Linked DNA regions of Ovis aries: region 1 is linked to region 2. The links are chromatin contacts, called in public Hi-C maps. All regions are on one chromosome and are shown on one strand. Each heading gives the region's core, a stretch centred on a gene start, on an enhancer-like site or on the middle of the called end of the contact. The rest is flanking DNA. Distances are from core to core; before and after follow the strand shown.

Region 1 (4,539 bases), core at 1,748-4,247, 58 kb before region 2:
CCCTAATTCTTCCAATTGATAAGACTTTACTTTATTATGGACACACAGGACAACTTACTTTCAAATCTTTCTAGACACACAAATTCAAATCACTTCCCTAACACTTCTCTTATTATAGTAACATGTGAACAATTTCTCACTAACCCTCCACCTCATTCCTCAACTCTGAAAGTTTAATACAAGCTACCACCAAAGCATAGCTATAAATAACCAACTGAAAAACAGGACAAGAGGAGGGGTTATTAACTATACAAAGCTCTTAGACTCTGCTACACACAGGATGTGTTACCTGATTTCTCCAGCTCCCACCTAGCCGGAGCTCTATTTCTGCTGGACAAGTCAGCTGCCCTAAGGACAGGTGTCCTGGGTGTGCAGGGGCTGCCGCCTACCGACCAGCAGGATGCTAACTCCTTTCCATCCCTCCCACCCAGGATTCTCTGCAGACCTGCACAGTCCCAGGGGATCTCTGGCCAATTCACTGCACTGCCCTCCGGGGGGACCGGGGAGTAGAGGAGTGTGTGTATATATGTGTGGATGGTGGATGGGGGGTAGAGGTGTATGTGTGGATGGGGGGTAGAGGGAGGTGTGTGTGTGTGTGTGCGTGGATGGGGAGCAGGGTGTGTGTGTGTGTGTGTGTGTGTGTGTGTGGATGGGGGTAGGGGTGTGTGTGTGTGTGTGGATGGGGAGTAGAGGTGTGTGTGTGTGTGTGGATGGGGGGTAGGGGTGTGTGGGTGTGTGTGTGGGTGTGTGTGTGGATGGGGTAGGGGTGTGTGTGTGTGTGGATGGGGGGGTAGAGGTGTGCGTGTGGATGGGGGGTAGAGGGGTGTGTGTGTGTGTGTGTGGATGGGGGGATAGGTGTGTGTGTGTGTGTGTGTGTGTGTGGATGGGGGGGTAGAGGTGTGCATGTGGATGGGGGGTAGAGGTGTGTGTGTGTGTGTGTGGATGGGGGTAGGGGTGTGGGTGTGTGGGGGGGTGGGTGTGGATGGGGGTAGGGGGGTGGGTGGGTGTGTGGATGGGGGGGTAGGGGTGTGTGTGTGTGTGTGGATGGGGGAGTAAGGGTGTGTGTGTGTGGATAGGGGGTAGGCGTGGGAGTGGGTGTGTGTGGTGTGGGTGTGTGTGTGTGTGTGTGGATGGGGGGTAGGGGTGTGTGTGTGTGTGGATGGGGGTAGGGGTGTGTGTGTGTGTGTGTGGATGGGGGGTAGGGGTGGGTGTGGGTGGGTGTGTGTGCGTGGATGGGGGGTAAGGGTGTGTGTGTGTGTGATGCCACCCTCCAGGGGTATGTGTGTGTGCTGCACTGACTATGTGTCTCTGTGTGTGTGTCTATGAAACCAAGGTTGGGGAAATGGTATGGACACTTGTCAGAGAAAATAATGATTTTAGGGACTGCCCTGGTAGTTCAGTGGTTAAGATTCACAATTCTACTGCAGCTACACAGATTCGATCCCTGGTAGGGGAACTAAGGTCCCACAAGCTACATGGCATGGCCAAAAAAACAGAAAACAACCAGCCAATCAAGAAATAATGTTTTTAGAGTGAACTGTCAGACTTAGAGGACGTTCAGCCTGTAGCAAAGGACTTATATTATACTTATCTCCCGTACACAGTCATAAAAAGTGATCTTGTACCTCTAACAAAAACTGAGAAGTATCTTGCCAGTCCCATCAAATCATAAAGAAAAGCATCAAATAACTGGGTTTTTGTTTGGCTAAATCACATCACATATTTTCTCCCCTTCTTTTTCTAAAAAATCGTAACTGCTTTGGCAACAACGATGACTGGATTAGTATCTTCTAGCATGTGAGGGAAATCAAGGGCAATAGGCAGCATTAACCCAGTAAACTCTAGACAAGTAAGCATGCCACAGGGCTAGCTGCTGTCTGTCTATACACTAGGAAGCAACAAGCAGTAATATGATAAAACTTGGAAAGAAGATTTAGTATCTTTGAGATTTCAAAGGTTAGAAGCAAACCTATTTACTTCTCTGAGAAACGAAAAGAGAAGAAGCTCCGTAACTCACTGGTTGACCCCCTAGCTCCTCATACCTCTTGATCCCCTGGACTCTGGGAATCTCCTTTGCTTGCGTTCGTATCTCGAGTCCAACGAGGGGGTTTCCAAGTTCTTTCCTGTGTACCTCTGTTATAGTAATAACAACGCCCTGAACTATCTTTATGAGTTTCCCATTCTCCATTAATCTGAATTGCTGGGCTTCCGGGGACCGGGGGAAGAGCCGACTGGGATATCTTCAGTTCCTGCAGGTTAGCGTAGACGGGAGAATCAGGTCGCCCTTGATTTGGAGGTGTCGTTGCCTATGAAAGATTTGAAATATCCATGTTTACACATGTATAATGCTGATAAATAAAAATTAAATAAAACATGAGACTTATAAACATAAATACAAATTCATTTTAAAACATATATGGAGGGGTATATATATATTCCTTTAAAGGAAATGAGAATTTAAGTTTTAATGTTCATAGTTTGAAAAAATAAGAATTTAACAGTTTTAATATTCATAGTTTGAAAAACAAACATAAAAGCTTTCAGAAGACCCCAGAGTGCACTTAATCACTTCCCCTCACCCTGAGAGCACACTCAACTAGAAGTCAGGAGCAGTGGGCTCCAGTTTAAGATCTGGCCTGACAAGCTGCAAAACCACAGATCAGATCACTTCATCTCTATGAAATAGAACTGTTTAATCTCTGTAAGTGAAGAAATTGGATTAAACCACTTAGGTCTCCACTGGCTCTAAAACTAAATGATTTTTAAGCAATTTTTAAAATACAAAAAGTCTTACACAGAAGTCAGCACTTACTCAAAAAACTATGAAAAAATTTTATATCCTAAGCTCTCATATTAAATCAAGAATATAAGTAAAAGATAAAGGCGATACAGTAGTACTTCAGCCAAGAATTTACCACATACCACTCCTCCTCAGACATAATTTCTCAGTGCGTGTGCGTGTGCACGTGTGTGCTCAGCTGCTCAGTTGTGCCCGGCTCTTTTTGACCTTACGGACTGTAGCTTGCCAGGCTCCTCTATCCATGGGATTTTTCAGGCAAGAATATTGGACTGGGCTGCTATTTCCTTTTTCCAACGAATGTTCCCAACTCAGGGATCCAACCTGCGTCTCTTGTGTCTCCTGCATTGGCAGGCGGATTCTTTACCACTGAGCCACCTGGGAAGCCTGTTTCTCAGTAGCCCTAAACAAATCTTTACTCTCTTCTTAGTTTATTTATATGTGAAATTCCTAAGAGCAGAAAAAAACTAGCTGTAACTCTGATTTACATGCTTATTTAATTTCAACTTTCAGTTTTACATTTATTTGTAAATGTCTCACTAGATGTCAGTCAAGAGCAGAATACTCTTCACACACTTTGCATAAGGACCTTGTAAACTGTACTGTTAGAGTTATAGCTGCTGAAAGAATAAGCACACATCTAAGAACACATTTTTATGTTGGGTGTTTGTGTATATTAGCTTTCCTTTTACAACAGAGTTTCTCAGCCTTGGCATCACTAACATTTAGGGACAGATCCTTTTTTATAGGAGGCTATCCTGTGCAGTACATTATGTCCACTAGCACCTCCGGCCTCCACCTACTCAATGATAGTGGTTTCCTCCCACTGTGACAATTAAAGAGTCTCCAGATGCAGCCAAATGTTCTGTGGGGACATCACTGCCCCTGGGTGAGAACCACTGCTTTGCCATATTAATCTGAGAACCACTCAGATGTCCCATTACTTCTACAATATACCAGAGTTTTATGAATATCTGAAAACAGTGAATTTTTTAAAAGGGGGAAATGTGAATGTATATACTGAATCAATTTGATTGAAATTAAAGCTCTTTAACTTCTAAAATATCATTTACTTATAAATTAATTATAATGACTCTAAATCACAGAATAAGCTTTAAAAAAAAGAAAATAGTAAAAATAACCCAAGACATGAATACATTTACAAAATGGTTACCTTTGGTCTTTTTACACATGGTAATTATGCAAATACTCTATTGAGTGATACTAATGAGACCATTTTCCTATAAAGGTCAGCTTAGAATTCAGACTATCACCAAACAGCATCTTTCTATGAAGAAAATCTATCCATGAAGACAGATTTCCATGTATTTCATTTCCAGACTAATTCCATATCCTGTTGAATTAGCCAGGGTAACAATGCTTCTCTGACTAAAACAAACTCTGTTAATATAACAAACAATTCTACATAGTAAATCACTTTCTAGAAACTTATCTGGAGAATTCAACAAGAGTTAAAGAAGCTCTTTGCCCCTGGTACTTTACTAGACTTGGGGAAATAAAGATGCCAAGAAATAGCCATTTTCTAAATAATTTTATGACACATGCTACTAGAGCTTTAAGAAATAACTAATTAACTAATTTCTGTTGTTAAGACAACTCAGTTTTTCCAATTTAAATAAAAAGTGAAATGCTTTAACAAGTTTATAACGCTAGCATAATTCTAGCAGAGAACTAAGTGAAATAAAAGTATAAACCAATTTTACTTAAAAATGGAAATGAAA
Region 2 (4,485 bases), core at 1,094-3,593:
TGTCTTAATTAACTTATACTGTTTGTTACCTTTTTTATCCTCAGAATTGTCGACTGCATCATTTGAAGTACTTTACATTCGTAAAACACATTTTCTGTCAACCTAATAAAAAAAAGCACTCAGCAGATACTTTCTTATTAATGAAAGAACCGCCAAATGATTGACTACAAATAATACAGTTTTTCTGCAGTATTTATATATTCTCACTTGTGCCTCACAACAACTAGTGTAGTATGTAAAAAAAAAAGAAAAAAACTAAAGATACATAAAATACTGACTGTATGTGGACAACCCCTCTATACAGATGGCATCACATTAAGAATCAGTGCGTTAGCAATCTTCTCCAACTTCTGTCCTCCATAAAGTAGGAACAGAAGCCTACCACCCCATACTGGGGCATGCACATGCAATATGGTACATCAGGCTTCATTCAACTCATTTTTCCCCAAAAGAGTCCCTTTCCAGACCAGCAGAGCTTCCTGAAACCAGGAGTCACGCCGACATGCCCAGCTCCTCAGGTTCTTCCAGTTGCCCCACTCAGGGTCAAGTCTTTAGAGACTGGTTCAAGCCAAACTCTGCTCAGAAACATTTCCAAGGCATTTTTTAAAACAGAGAGAAAGAGAGAAACACTGGCCCCAGCAGCCAGACCATCTACTCCGACCAAAAGATAACACAAAAGACATCCTGCCCTGTCAGGCACCCTCCTGCGGATCAGGTAAGGAGCACTGGCTATAGATCCACCTCCAGGCCACCGTTTCCCAGCATCTGGGTATGAAAGAGCCGCGGCCAGGAGCTGGACGTTTTTGAGCCACCCTTCACTGTAACATTCAGAGTCTTCCAAGGTCTCACCTTCAGAAGCTGAGAGGGAGAATTTTAATCAGAATCCGGGTGGACTCTTCATTCAAAGTTCCCTCCTTCCTCCCCGTATTCACCTCCCGTTAGGAACACATGCCTAAATGTTCAAAAAAATCTGCCACCGGGGCTTCTCTGGCGGTCTGGTGGATAAGAATCCGCCTTGCAATGCAGGTGACACGGGTTCGATATCTGGTCCCAGAAGATCCTACAGGCCGCGGAGCAGCTAAGCCCTTGAGACACAACTACCTGCCCCAACTACTGAAGCCCGCACTCTAGGGCCCAGAGGACACAAGAGAAGCCACAGCAATGAGAAGACCACTCACCACAACGAACGGTTGCCCCTGCTTCCCGCAACTAGAGAACGCCTGCGCACAGCAAATGAAGACACAGCACTGCTCAAAATAACGTAAACAAATCTTTTTTTTAATTACCTCCCATGTCTTAATTAACCATAAAGCAACACGAATGTTACCAGCCTGTCCCGACAACAAATACTTCACTTGGAGACACATCAGAACTTTCATACAGCCACGCTTTGAACATGCTCGCCTTCGCAAGTGCCTGGAAAACGGCGGCTGCCGTCAGAAGGAAAACATCACCACGCCTCGAGAATGACCCTGTGGCCTTTTCGTGTCAAAGGGTCTGCGGTAACTTCAGACGCCACACGTCAAGGACAGTCATCCTTAGAAGACAATACACACATACACACACACACACCCCCGAGAAGAGCGCAGAGGGTTTTCTGAAATTAAAAACGGTGGAGGAGAATTCTCGCAGAAGGGCTAGAAAGAAGCAGATGCCCACTGAGCAGGGGCGGGGCACCTCTAGAAGCTGCAGAAGCCCCCATGCCCAGTCTGGGGGATCAATAGCCTTCGAGCAGCCCCAAGTCGGCTCCTGGGGCTGCTGGGCGGGCGGGGGTTGCACCTCCCGCAGCAGTTGAGGAGCGGGCTCGCCGCCGGCGGGAGGCCAGAAAGGAGGGCGGCACCGCCAGCCTTTTACACACACACACACACACGCACACGCACACGCACAGCCCGCCACCCTCCTTCCTGGGGGCGGGGCGGCGGGCACTGCCCTCTCACAGGAAGTCAGGAAACCCGGGGGGCAGAGGAGCCGCAACTTCCAGCCATTTAAAACCCCGTCGCCCACGTCGCCCGAGCGGCCGGCAGCGGCCCGGCGCCTGGACCCCGCCGGCCGCGCCCCCGGCCGCACCTCGCGCACCCCGGCGTCGCCGCGCGCCCGCACACGCCTCCTCCGGCCCCGCAGCCCCGGCCCCGGGCGCCTTTGTGCAGCGCCGCCCCGACCTGCCCTCCGCCCGGGCTCACTCTCCCTACCAACCTCACCGAGGGCCCGGCGGCTTCGCGGGGTGGGGCGGCTCCCTCCTGGCCCGGCTCGGCGGCGGCGGGGCGCCCAGACGAACCTGAAGGGCGCTCACTCAGCGGCGGCCGCGGCCGGCGCGTCCCCGCAGGCGGCTCTCCCGGGGCGGGTGAGTTCCAGGGCACGTCGGAGCGCGCCGGCGCGGGGGCGGGGCGGGGCGGGGCCACGTGACGGGGCGGGGCGCGGCGCACGTGACCGCCAGGCGGGCGCCGGGGGAGCGGGCGGCGTGGATCCGGGAGGAGGAGGGGAGAGGCGGGGGGAGGGGCCGAGGATCGCCCGGGCGCCCGAGCTGCTCGCCGAGGGAGGGGGGCGGTGGAGCTTTTAAACGCCAAGTGGGGAAAGTTGAGGAGAGGCCGGTGGGGAAAACGAGGGAAGGGCGGAAGGAAAACGGCCCGAGTCCTGGGGTGGCAGGAGTGGGGCCCAGGGGAGAAGGGGGCGTGGGCCCGGCTGTCCCCTTTCTCGTCCGGGTAGGAGCGCAGCCTGGCGAGGGTCAGCCTTTCCGGACCCAGAAATCGGAGAAAGTCCCCTCGCGACCTCACCTGACGGAAGGGAACCCTGGAGACCCTGGTCCACAACCCGGTCCCGGACCTTCGCCGAGACCACCCGGCAGAGTGCGAAAACAGCGCGCACACTCCGCGGGCGGGCGGGCGGCTCCAGGGCGGCTTCTGCCATGTGCAAGCCCCGTGGGGGCCACGATGTCATTGCCCAAAGTCACCCCAGCTTGCAGGATGACAGCACGGAATCCAAAAATTGGAGGCATAACAGCTTTCTCTGGGGAGCCTGTGGCGGGAGTTCTGCGGAACTGGGAATCGGGAGAGAGACCTGGCTTCTGCCATTGTCGCTTCGCCCTTCTCGACCTCAGCTGTGAAAGGAGCATGTTGACGAGCCCAAAGCCTCTTTCTATGATTCAAGGACAGAAAAATCACTGCTATGTATTCGGACTGCAGAAAACATTCGTTACTAACCAGTGGTTGATTGTGTCTGTTACGGCGCAGAGATGAAATTTCAATAAAACAAGCAAAAGAAAAAAGGTCAGGGTATGATTCAAGAGCCAGTCTCTGGAACTGGCTCTTTTGTGTTCTTCACATCATGCTTGAAGATGCTGTTGTGTCTGATTTCCCCGTCACAAACTGAACTCCCAGTTATCCTGTAGTGACTGCAAAGAACCCAATGGGATATTGGCAAGACTTTAACAACTGTAGGTTACTGACTTATTATAAAATTAAATCTTAATGGGGGAGCTAAAGTTTTAAGATCTTCTTTTAGGAAGAAAAGGATTTCCTGGAGGTCCAGTGGTTAAGACTCAGCAATCCCTGATCGGGGAACTAAGATCCCACATGCCTGCAGCACAGCCAAGAAAGGAAAAAGAAAGAAAACATGCACAAGCCTGAGGCCATACTTTCTCTGACCATCCACTGGACGATACACCCACTTTCCTTGGCATCACTTGGCCTTTCTGTCTCCCTCACTTTCTAACAAGTAACATTTTGCATGCCCTTGTTCGGCAGACAAGAGTACTGCTGGTGTATGCTTCTGACACTGTTTTCCATAAAACCTCTGGGATCTCTTTATAGAACCAAAACAGGGACAGACAGCAAAAGGGAAACTGTGCCCTGATGGGCATGTGCTGATAACCTTATCTTCCGTGTTTCCCAAGCCTGAGTTGGACACCCGTGGTTTCAGCTTCGGATAGAACTAAACAGTTTGCACACACTTGCTGATCTGCACATAACTCCACTTCCTATTTCACAACCTAGTCTCAGATGCTAACACAATGCCCACAGTATGCTGATCACTACCAACAGCAGATGGAGTCAGATAAAAAGAGCTCTCGCCCAAGTGTGTTGTTTAAAAGGACCTGATGGAAAGCTATGAAATCATATGCAACATTGCCTCTAGTCAGTTTTAAATAACACTGGTAGCATATGTCTGGTGCCTGTGCCCAGGATCACAACAGATCATTTTCAGGATATTGACATTTAACTTGTGTCTTAAGAAGTAGCACAGAGTTCCAAAATGTACGCTTCACAGTGGCAGAGATTTGAGTCTTGATTTGTGTAGGTAGGTAGTTCCAAAAGCCTAAAAGCACTTGGCGTGCAGTAGATGCACAGTAAATTTCTATTGAATGTATTTTTGAATGAAAATGTTCTCTAAGTTGCCAAATAAATTTGTCCTTTCTTCCTTATTCTTTAATAGGTAACCCACTTTGTGCGTTTCTGAATGAAATGAAAAAGGCATAAAATTATATCTGGC

What was found. A called contact is a pair of places that touch in the nucleus more often than the background predicts.
Region 1: a Hi-C map of liver shows a contact between it and region 2, with 1.8 times the contacts expected there. The contact joins the enhancer-like site here to the promoter of ARHGAP12 in region 2. A contact is called at or near these places in 3 of 16 Hi-C or Micro-C datasets (liver, skin fibroblasts and tail adipose tissue).

The regions. Positions count from the first base shown.
Region 1 is chr13:32,852,984-32,857,522 of ARS-UI_Ramb_v3.0, reverse strand. All of the region lies in intron 3 of ARHGAP12 (Rho GTPase activating protein 12), which reads right to left. Among named protein-coding and RNA genes, the nearest start is that of ARHGAP12, 59 kb to the right of the region's middle. Within about 2 kb of position 2,997, at least 2 of the 54 cell types and tissues checked have an H3K27ac peak or open chromatin away from gene starts, as enhancers often do. A contact at or near this core is called in liver, where this site is marked.
Region 2 is chr13:32,793,992-32,798,476 of ARS-UI_Ramb_v3.0, reverse strand. ARHGAP12 (Rho GTPase activating protein 12) reads right to left here and starts at 2,343. Exons shown (of 15, transcript XM_060397427.1): 1 at 2,199-2,343.